3 separate regions of the Mus musculus genome follow, and all the other regions are linked to region 3. The links are chromatin contacts, called in public HiChIP or PLAC-seq and promoter capture Hi-C maps. All regions are on one chromosome and are shown on one strand. The core of a region is the stretch at or near the end of the contact, and the rest is flanking DNA. Distances in the headings are between cores, read along the strand shown. Region 1 has its middle 22 kb from the start of Gm46017. Region 2 overlaps Akap13 (A kinase (PRKA) anchor protein 13). Region 3 overlaps Akap13 (A kinase (PRKA) anchor protein 13).

Region 1 (2,700 bases), core at 171-2,670, 160 kb after region 3:
GTCTTTTGGTTTTTTTTCTATCTAAGGCTTTATCTATCAAAGGCAAAGAGTCCTAGTTCCTGAACCTCCTCCTTTGCACCAATAGGCCAATGGAGTTAGATTGTGAAGGTCAACTCCCACAAATGGGATGAGAGGCAGGGATAAAAGACTTTCTTGGCCATGGTGCTCACTAGACCAATTTGGACCTTGAAACACTCTTTTCCCCCAAATAAATGACTTACCAAGCTCCTTTTGAATTGGTTTTGTGTTCCTTTGTGGGACACTGAGATTATTCTGTTTCTAAAATGGACTGGCATCCAAAAGTGTACATACACACACACTTTAGAAAACCCAGCCAAATAATACTAGTAATAATTATAATCTGCCCTTATGGTTTACAGGAGATAGAAACTAGAAAAAGGGAACAAATGGCTGTGATTGGCTGAGTCCAGTTGCCTGCCAAGGGTGGGGAGTGTCAATTTACAAACAGTACAAACATATGGGGTTCATTTGCCAGGAACAAATGAATGACTGCTAAGAAGAGAAAGCAACTATCCCCTGTATCTGTGATCCAAAAGGAATTCTTTTAATCTTGTTTTGGGAGCTGTCCATATAGTGTGCTCCATAGCCAAAGGATGCTTCAGACCAGATCTCTTCCTGGGACGTGGTCTGTGGAGAGTCCAAGGTCATTCAGTGCAGCCGGTGCTTTCTGGGTTCTCCTGTCACCAAGAAGGATGTGTGAGCAGCAGCATCTCTGAACCATGAGATTGGTCGGACATGTGGCTTTGGCCTGTGACCTCTTGCGCTTCCTCCTTGAGCTTCAGTGAACCACATCAGAGAAAGTGTCCAATATTTTCAGTGTCAGAAGCTCATAGATTTTAGAATCTTGATGCACTCAGACTAACCTGTATGGCACGAGACACTAGAACCCTCTAAAGACAGCACCCTAAACCACGAAGTGTGCATTTTATTTAATCTCCTATTTTCTACTCTGCTTCCGTATTAGTTCTGGGGTGAGGTTGTGATTCCATTACCTAAGACCTGTGGGCTGAAGAACAAGTCATGTGACTTCCTGGTCTTCAGCTTTCTCATTTGAATCTCAGGACTGTAAGCTGAATCAATAAATGGGGTGTGGTGTTGCACACTTGTAATTCCTGAAGTGAGGCAGGAAGGTCAGAAAACCAAGATCTTCAGCCATCTAGCCAGTTGAATCCAGCTTGGGCTTTACCAGGCAGGCTCTGTCTCAAAACACAAAACCAAAACAAAAACCATGAAGGGCCTAGAAACAGCCTGGTTACTGGGAAAGGGCTAGTAACTACCTGGTTACCACAAGGGATCAGTAAACTATGCTCTTTCCCTTTGTTGCTGTCATTCAGTCCACGTGCTCCCTTTTCAAAGCTATTATCAGACTTCCCTGGAGTCTGTGTTACGCAATTTACAGATAAGCCAGTCAAACAGAAAAGGAATGAAAGGGATGGGCCAGAAAACCATGGGACAGAGCCTCGGGACAGGCAGTGGAGTGGAAAACCTTGGGCTTTGGAATTCCACTGGCCTTGAGTCTCACTTCCATTAGTTCTCAGACAGAAAGCTTTGGGGCAATTCCTTCATATCCCAGACAGTCAATCTCAATAATGATAAAACCAGTTATTGTTGATGGTTGTTACTGTGAGGATAAATAAAACAGGGATGTCTACAAGGAACCTAGCACTCAGTAAGGCTTTCACTTTGTTTAGAAAAGTCAACATAGCTGCAAGGTCAGGGCTGTGTACAGCTTTAACCCCAGCACTCAGGAGGACGAAGAAGGCAGAGCTCTTGTGAGTTCAAGGCTAGCCTGGTTTACAGAGTAAGTTCCAGGACAACCCAAGATACATAATGAGACCCAGTTTCAAAACAAAACAAAACTAAGTCACTATAGCTGGGTATGGTGTTGTAAGCATAGAATCCCAGAGGCAGAAAGATCAGGAGTTTGAGGCCATCCTGGGCTACAAGGAATCTTGTCTTTAAAAAAAAAATGCTGGTATAGGGGATGATATCGTGTCTGTAACGTAAACACTTGGAGGGGCTGGAAGTGGAAGGATCGCTGTGAGTTCTAGGCTAGCATGGGCTGCAGGGAATCCTGGGCTTAGAGTAAGTGAGATCTTGCCTCAACAACAATAACAACAACTATCACCAGAACACAACCAAAAACGTCATTAATGTGTAGGAAAATGTGACCGTCAAGTAAGAATCCTCCATAAAAATGCAGAGAGAACTATTAATTTTTCTGAAGCTAAAGACATCTAGACCATTGCTCATTCATTTCCCTTTCTGCTTGATTATTTTTTCCTCTTATGTTGGTGGTGAGGCAGAGAAAATAAGTCAGCCAACAATGCACGCCTGACTACCTATTGGATACAAAGAGAATGCTATGCATTATGGGTGAGGTGTCAAATAAGTAAAAGAATCTTTGTCCCCAAGAAGCTGCTGACCTAATTAGAAGAAATAAAAATAGGCAAAAGGGGCCATTTAAAACATCCACAGAACAATAGCCTGTTCACCAAAGACAGCCAATGGATGTGAAGGAGTGACCACAGGTGGCTAAAGCAGGGAGAAGAGGCCCCAGCAGAAGCCCAGCCCTGGAATAAAAGCTCTCCTGTGTGGGATGGTGACCTCATTAACTCTCTGCACACCAGGAAGGCATTGTGCTCAGGTAATGAGATAACAAGAGCAGAGGCTGTTGGG
Region 2 (2,700 bases), core at 97-2,596, 180 kb before region 3:
GGTAGGGTGTGGGGACTGTCACTTGGATACCCTGGGAACTGGGATGGCAGAGGGGAGCTATGGGCAGTACTTGGCTCAGTTCCTCTAGGCTGGAGCATTCACCACTCCCAGGCTCTTCCCTGTCTGCATTTTCCACTTCTGACGCCTAACGAACACCACCGTAGGATGGCAGAACTGTTGGGACTGAGAGGCGGGTGCTGGACCAGTGGGATCTTAGGTCCACAGCTTGTTGCTATGCTCAGTTTTGTTGTTGCTGGACCATTGGGATCTTAGGTTCACAGCTTGTTGCTATGCTCAGTTTTGTTGTTGCTGTCAAGGAAATCATAAGACCAGGAATAGCAACCTGCCTGTCTCATGTGCAAGCTCTTTCTTCCCTGGTTGTGTAGTCCCTGTGGTTTCCTGATGCTCCTTCCCCACTGTGGGTTTAGGCCTCTGTCTGGCTGTGTGAAGCAGTCACTCCGGCTTTCTAGGCAGAGCCTCCCAGAAGGAAGGTCCCTAATAGAAAAGATACAACTGGCTACCCTTGCCATGGGCAGTCCCTTGGGATGGAGACCTTCAAACAGCAATGGCCACTTTCACACATCAGGTTTGTGCTATGGTGGAGGCCCTATGCACAATGATTTCCCTTCGGGACCAGCAGGAGGGTACCATCCTACAGAAGGGCCATCCAGGGTTCTTGGAGCCTTGTGCTTTGTGCCTCCCAACCCCACCCCCACCCCTTGGCCCCGATTTGACTCCCAGCCCTTTCTCTGGCTCAAAACCAGCTACAGTGGAGGTGAATGCCTCCACAGGAACCATTGTTCCTTCAGGCTGAGAGTCTGCAATCAGACCCACTGGGGTGAGACAGATGAGCCAAGCTGGATGCTCAGTGGGGGAGTAAGACAGCCAGGGGTAGAAGATGTTGAAAAGGGGTCAGTATTCCAGGGACTTGCAGGGGAATGGCTATTGCTAAGGTTACAAATGCCTCTGCTAAAAAATGTATGCACTTCCAAGTTCATGGGCAGACTGGGACCTTGGAGAGCCTGGCAGGCTGGTTGTTGGAATGAAGGCGGCAGTTAGGATCCCAGGGAGCTTTGCCCATGGCTTCTGTGCCACTAGATGGTATAATTCCTCAAAGTCCAGAGAACATTAGCTCATCTGCCTGGGGACAGCAGCCCAAGCAGTGCGTGTGGACCAGCCAGTCTGACCTGGTGTGTCTTTGCAGTGTTCCACGTGCATGGGACTTGGTTCCTGAGGTTGAGTTAACCAAGATGGAACATGTAGTCAGCAGAGCAGCTTGAACCTGACTGTGCTGACTTCATGGACGCTTGGTTTGGACTCTGACTTAGGGTGGATGGGTCAGTGACCCTGGAGGTTTGGGGCGGATCTCCTGGTTTTGCCTGCTGTGGGAGGCCACTCCTCCTTACACCCTACTCCCAACAGCACAGAAACAGATGGCTTGCCAGGGTAGGGAGGTGAATACTCCCTTACCACAAATACATCACGGCAGAGGTCAAGATCTCAAAGACATTTATTATTTTTGAAAGGTCTGAGGGGGACTTTACAAGAGTTTGAAGCCAGTAACTACAATGGATGATAAATAAAATACAAAGCCAGTATGTTGTGGCAAATTTCCAGAAAACACACTGAAAAATCTTTACAGTTCAAAACTGCTTAATTTTATACATAATTACAAATTACTATACAGCACTTGGGTTTAACCCGACTTTTTATTTAATAGGGCTTAGTACAGAAATGTTCATACAGCATTTGGAGACGACTTAACAAGAACAGAGGTATAGATAGGTGTATCCTGCCCACCTTCTGTAGAGCCCAGGCCTCAGGAAGAAACCTGAGACAAGCCAATCCCAGCAGGTGTCAACCAAGGCAGGGCAGCTGAGGCTAGCAGGGTTCTAAGGCATAGGTTCTGTGCTTGCTGCAGAGGCCCTCTGGGGTCTGAGGCAGTAGCGCCTGCCTGGTTTCTCCGCAGGGCACACTTGCAGTAGTGGGGCAAACCCACTTTACACCTTAGTTGAGATGGAGAAGTAACTCAGGACCTGTTGATCATTTGACAAAGTAAGTCTTGTGAGTGCAGGAAAAGGCTTCTGCCACCCCTCCCCGCTTATGGCAGCATTAGAATACTTTGCATTTCTCCACCTGGCCAGCAGGCAGCAAACTTAACTAGGAATGTTATGCTACAAGAAAGAAAACAAGGAGCTGGTCTCTGCAGGGGTGTGTGTGTGTGTGTGTGTGTGTGTCGCTGCTTCTCTTACAGGCACCCATACACAGGTATCCAGACAAGGACGCCCACACTCCGTGACTGTCTTCTGGGTACGTATCAAAGGCAACTTAAGAGCCTTGGCAAGAACAGTGGGTGAGGTGACAAGAGCCTCGGGGATAGGAGGAGACATTACAAACTTGCATGGAGAGGACTGTAGGCAAGCTCTGGCCTACGGGCCCAGGTTGTGTCCTTTACTAAGCCTGTGTGTACTGATGTTACCCTGAATGGTTCATCACATCTGTGCTTGCTGTTGCTATGAGGGAGGCTGGGAAGAACCAGTGTGGCAGTGGGCGGGGCTAGCAATGGGCGGCGCTAGCGTGACCCTCAGAAGACTCAGTTCGTACCTTTTGAAACAGAAAAAAAAAAAAAAAATCAATCGTGGTGAGGGCTTCTTCCCTGCAGGTGACTTCCGTGAGAGTGGGGAGGTGGGGGCATGCTGG
Region 3 (2,715 bases), core at 33-2,532:
TTGGTCATGGTACTCTTACAGAACTGAAAAGTAACTAAGATACCTCCATATGCACATAAGTGGTACACATATATATATGCAGGCAAAACAAGCAAATATATAAAATAAAAGACAACTCTAAAAAAAGTACTAAGTACCTACCGTGTGGCCAAAACACTCAAGATTGGCAGAGTATCACTATCAAGCTCAAGATTAGTTTTTAGTCCCTGTGTCTTTTCAAATAAAATGAAAAATAAAGGGGTTACCATTGTTTAAAACTAAGGGTTGTGTAATATACATCTAGGAATAAAACTGGTCTCAGTGTAGAAGCACAGGTAAGACTCACTGTAAGCTTGCTCTAGACAGATTACGGCTGGAGGAGGAGGAATATTAATCTTATGTCTGCCTTAGTCTAAAGCTACAGTACAAAGACAGGATGGGAAATTATAGCAAATTTAATACAATAAAAACAGAAGTTGTAGTAGGGAAGTGCAATAGCAACAATTTTCAACTAGTTTCCATGGTGTTTTTGTTTCCACTCAATTTCCTGGTAACAAGAGGAACATAAGCAGAGCTATTTCTTTTTTAAAGGAAAAGTACTGAAATTTTACTCAATTTCTAAAAGAAGCTATCCTATAGGATTCAGAAAGAAACAAAATTCCCAGAAACTGTTGAGGGGAGAAAGTCCTAAGTTTAAGTGCATTTTAGGACCCTGCAGTGTCAATTTTGTTTACAATGAAAACAGAACATAAGTATGAGGTCTGAAGGATCTGTTACCCACCAAGTAATCTACAGGGAATAATGAAGGAAACAGTAGATTTGTGTGCCAAGTTCTCTTGCAGAAAGGTGTGGTCATCCTAACACACACCCAGCCTTGAAGCCTTTCTCTGACCATAAAATGATACCATCAACCTTACAGAAGTATTGAAAATATCAGCAGGCACCACACAAAGCACATGGCAAACAGGCACCAGGAACTGGTAGTTATACTCAAAACACTACTGTTGTTTAAGTATCACACAGAAAAATAGATCACTAAATCTTGACAAAGTGTTTCACAAGCCAGCAAGCCTGTAGGACAACTAACAACTTTATTAGCACTGCAGAACTGAAAAAATAAAAATAAAAATAAAAACAACAGGAGAAAAGACTTAAACAAAAAGCACCCAGAAGCACCCAGGTAAGAAGCAAGTTATCTAAGGTTAACAGTCTTCTTAAACTCAGTAAATCCTAGGCCCTGTGGGTCAAAAGTACGTGTGCCTGAGGTTGGGAGAGCCTCCCTGCAGGCTTCTTTCCCTGCAAGCATTTTATCACTGTCTAAAGCATCTGCACCCATGGAAACGCAAAACTGCTACAAATAAACAAAAGTACTGAACTATGACCCAAAAATTACTTCATTTCCTGTTAAGCTAAAAGTGGAACACATCCCACCCTGGGCCATCTCTTCTTCGGAGACTAAAACAATCCGGCCTTTGTTTTTATCATCGATCTAAAAAAGTACCCTAAAAGCGCTTACTGGACCAGCCCAGGCCAATCCCACACAGAAAGAGGAGACTCTATTAGTCAGCAATGGGATATAAACTAGATTTACTACTCAGTTTATCATAGACGTGTTTAAGAACCTGATGTGGTTTTCTTCCTCTGGAACAGTAAAAGTGAAATGCTCAGTTTGCAGACTGCTCTCCACCCCCTCCAGAGAGGATCAAATAAACAGACAAGACCACACTGCTAGATCCTGCAGACTAAGGGCGGGCAAACGAATTTGATGCATTTATAGAATGTCTCTACATGCAGGGGAATAACAGTGAGGGACAAAACACAAAAACAAAGAAAAATACAACAGCAAACTTAGAACCCCATCATGTGTACTGTGAAAAAGGGCAGGCTATTGAACTCTACAGCGTGATTTCTGTATTCTAGCCTAAACCTTGAAAGCAGTGCTTTCCAACCCTTTTTCCTATTTTCATTACTCCTAGAAACCATTTTTAGCTTTTCCCTATTCAACCTCTACCTAGTAGAATCTTGAGTCTCATTGATATGCCTTAGGTTTGTTTACGTGTGTGTATACTTTGTATGCGAAGAATAAGAACCCCCCCCCCCGCCCCACACACACCAAGATCCAATTTACACTGATTTATTATCTATCAGTCACGCTGTAACACCCTAGGATTACGGTGCAGTGCTCACGGGTACAAGATGTAGAAATGATATCTAACACAGCATCATCACTGCTAGCCACACAGGTGGGCACTTTTTCCTCTCTTCAACTACTTCCTGGTTTGCTTTTCCAGGGCAGCCCTTATATGAACTGCATTATTTGATTTTTTTTCCCAAATTTTTATTTTTTAAAATTTTTCCATTATTTGATTTTTTTAAAACAAACTCAATAGACAAACTCAAAGCTGTCAAGATATTATCTTATTGGCCTAGTCGGCCATCACTGGAAAGAGAGGAACGCCAGGGCCAAAAAGGGGGAGTGGGCGGGTAGGGGAGTGGGGGTGGGTGGGTATGGGGGACTTTTGGTATAGCATTGGAAATGTAAATGAGCTAAATACCTAATAAAAAATGGAAAGAAAAAAAAAGATATTATCTTATACTTGGATTACATAGACTATTATAAAGTGTTCAGTTTGAAATAGTAACTGATAACTTAAGGGAAATTATAAGAATTCTTGACTGTGCAAATTAAAAGCTCGTAGCTTTTTATTTCAAAATACTTCTTGATTTGATAACCAA

Evidence for each region. Promoter capture Hi-C pulls out the DNA fragments that hold promoters and counts their contacts. HiChIP or PLAC-seq counts read pairs in DNA pulled down with a chosen protein or histone mark.
Region 1: a contact with region 3 is called in a BATF HiChIP or PLAC-seq map of CD8 T cells, with 6 read pairs. The contact joins two enhancer-like sites. A contact is called at or near these places in 1 of 15 datasets of contacts at CTCF or cohesin (the NIH/3T3 cell line), 3 of 484 Hi-C or Micro-C datasets (the HPC-7 cell line, embryonic fibroblasts and nephron progenitors) and 6 of 115 datasets of contacts at active chromatin or transcription factors (the 230-238 cell line, CD8 T cells, the NIH/3T3 cell line and 3 more).
Region 2: a promoter capture Hi-C map of liver shows a contact between it and region 3, with 4 times the contacts expected there. The contact joins two enhancer-like sites. A contact is called at or near these places in 6 of 39 promoter capture datasets (the 3T3-L1 cell line, the HPC-7 cell line, HPC-7-derived erythroid cells and 3 more), 11 of 484 Hi-C or Micro-C datasets (3T3-L1-derived adipocytes, the G1E-ER4 cell line, the HPC-7 cell line and 5 more) and 4 of 115 datasets of contacts at active chromatin or transcription factors (the 230-238 cell line, acute myeloid leukemia, bone marrow-derived dendritic cells and 1 more).

Annotation. Positions count from the first base shown.
Region 1 is chr7:75,414,426-75,417,125 of GRCm38.p6, reverse strand. No RefSeq gene overlaps it. Among named protein-coding and RNA genes, the nearest start is that of Gm46017, 22 kb to the left of the region's middle. Within about 2 kb of position 1,420, at least 71 of the 459 cell types and tissues checked have an H3K27ac peak or open chromatin away from gene starts, as enhancers often do. A contact at or near this core is called in CD8 T cells, pancreatic cancer cells and trophoblast stem cells, where this site is marked.
Region 2 is chr7:75,753,402-75,756,101 of GRCm38.p6, reverse strand. It overlaps Akap13 (A kinase (PRKA) anchor protein 13), which reads right to left. Exons shown (of 37, transcript NM_029332.1): 37 at 1,493-2,700. Among named protein-coding and RNA genes, the nearest start is that of AU020206, 27 kb to the left of the region's middle. Within about 2 kb of position 1,346, at least 37 of the 459 cell types and tissues checked have an H3K27ac peak or open chromatin away from gene starts, as enhancers often do. A contact at or near this core is called in liver, where this site is marked.
Region 3 is chr7:75,574,153-75,576,867 of GRCm38.p6, reverse strand. All of the region lies in intron 3 of Akap13 (A kinase (PRKA) anchor protein 13), which reads right to left. Among named protein-coding and RNA genes, the nearest start is that of Akap13, 120 kb to the right of the region's middle. Within about 2 kb of position 1,282, at least 221 of the 459 cell types and tissues checked have an H3K27ac peak or open chromatin away from gene starts, as enhancers often do. A contact at or near this core is called in CD8 T cells, liver, pancreatic cancer cells and 1 more, where this site is marked.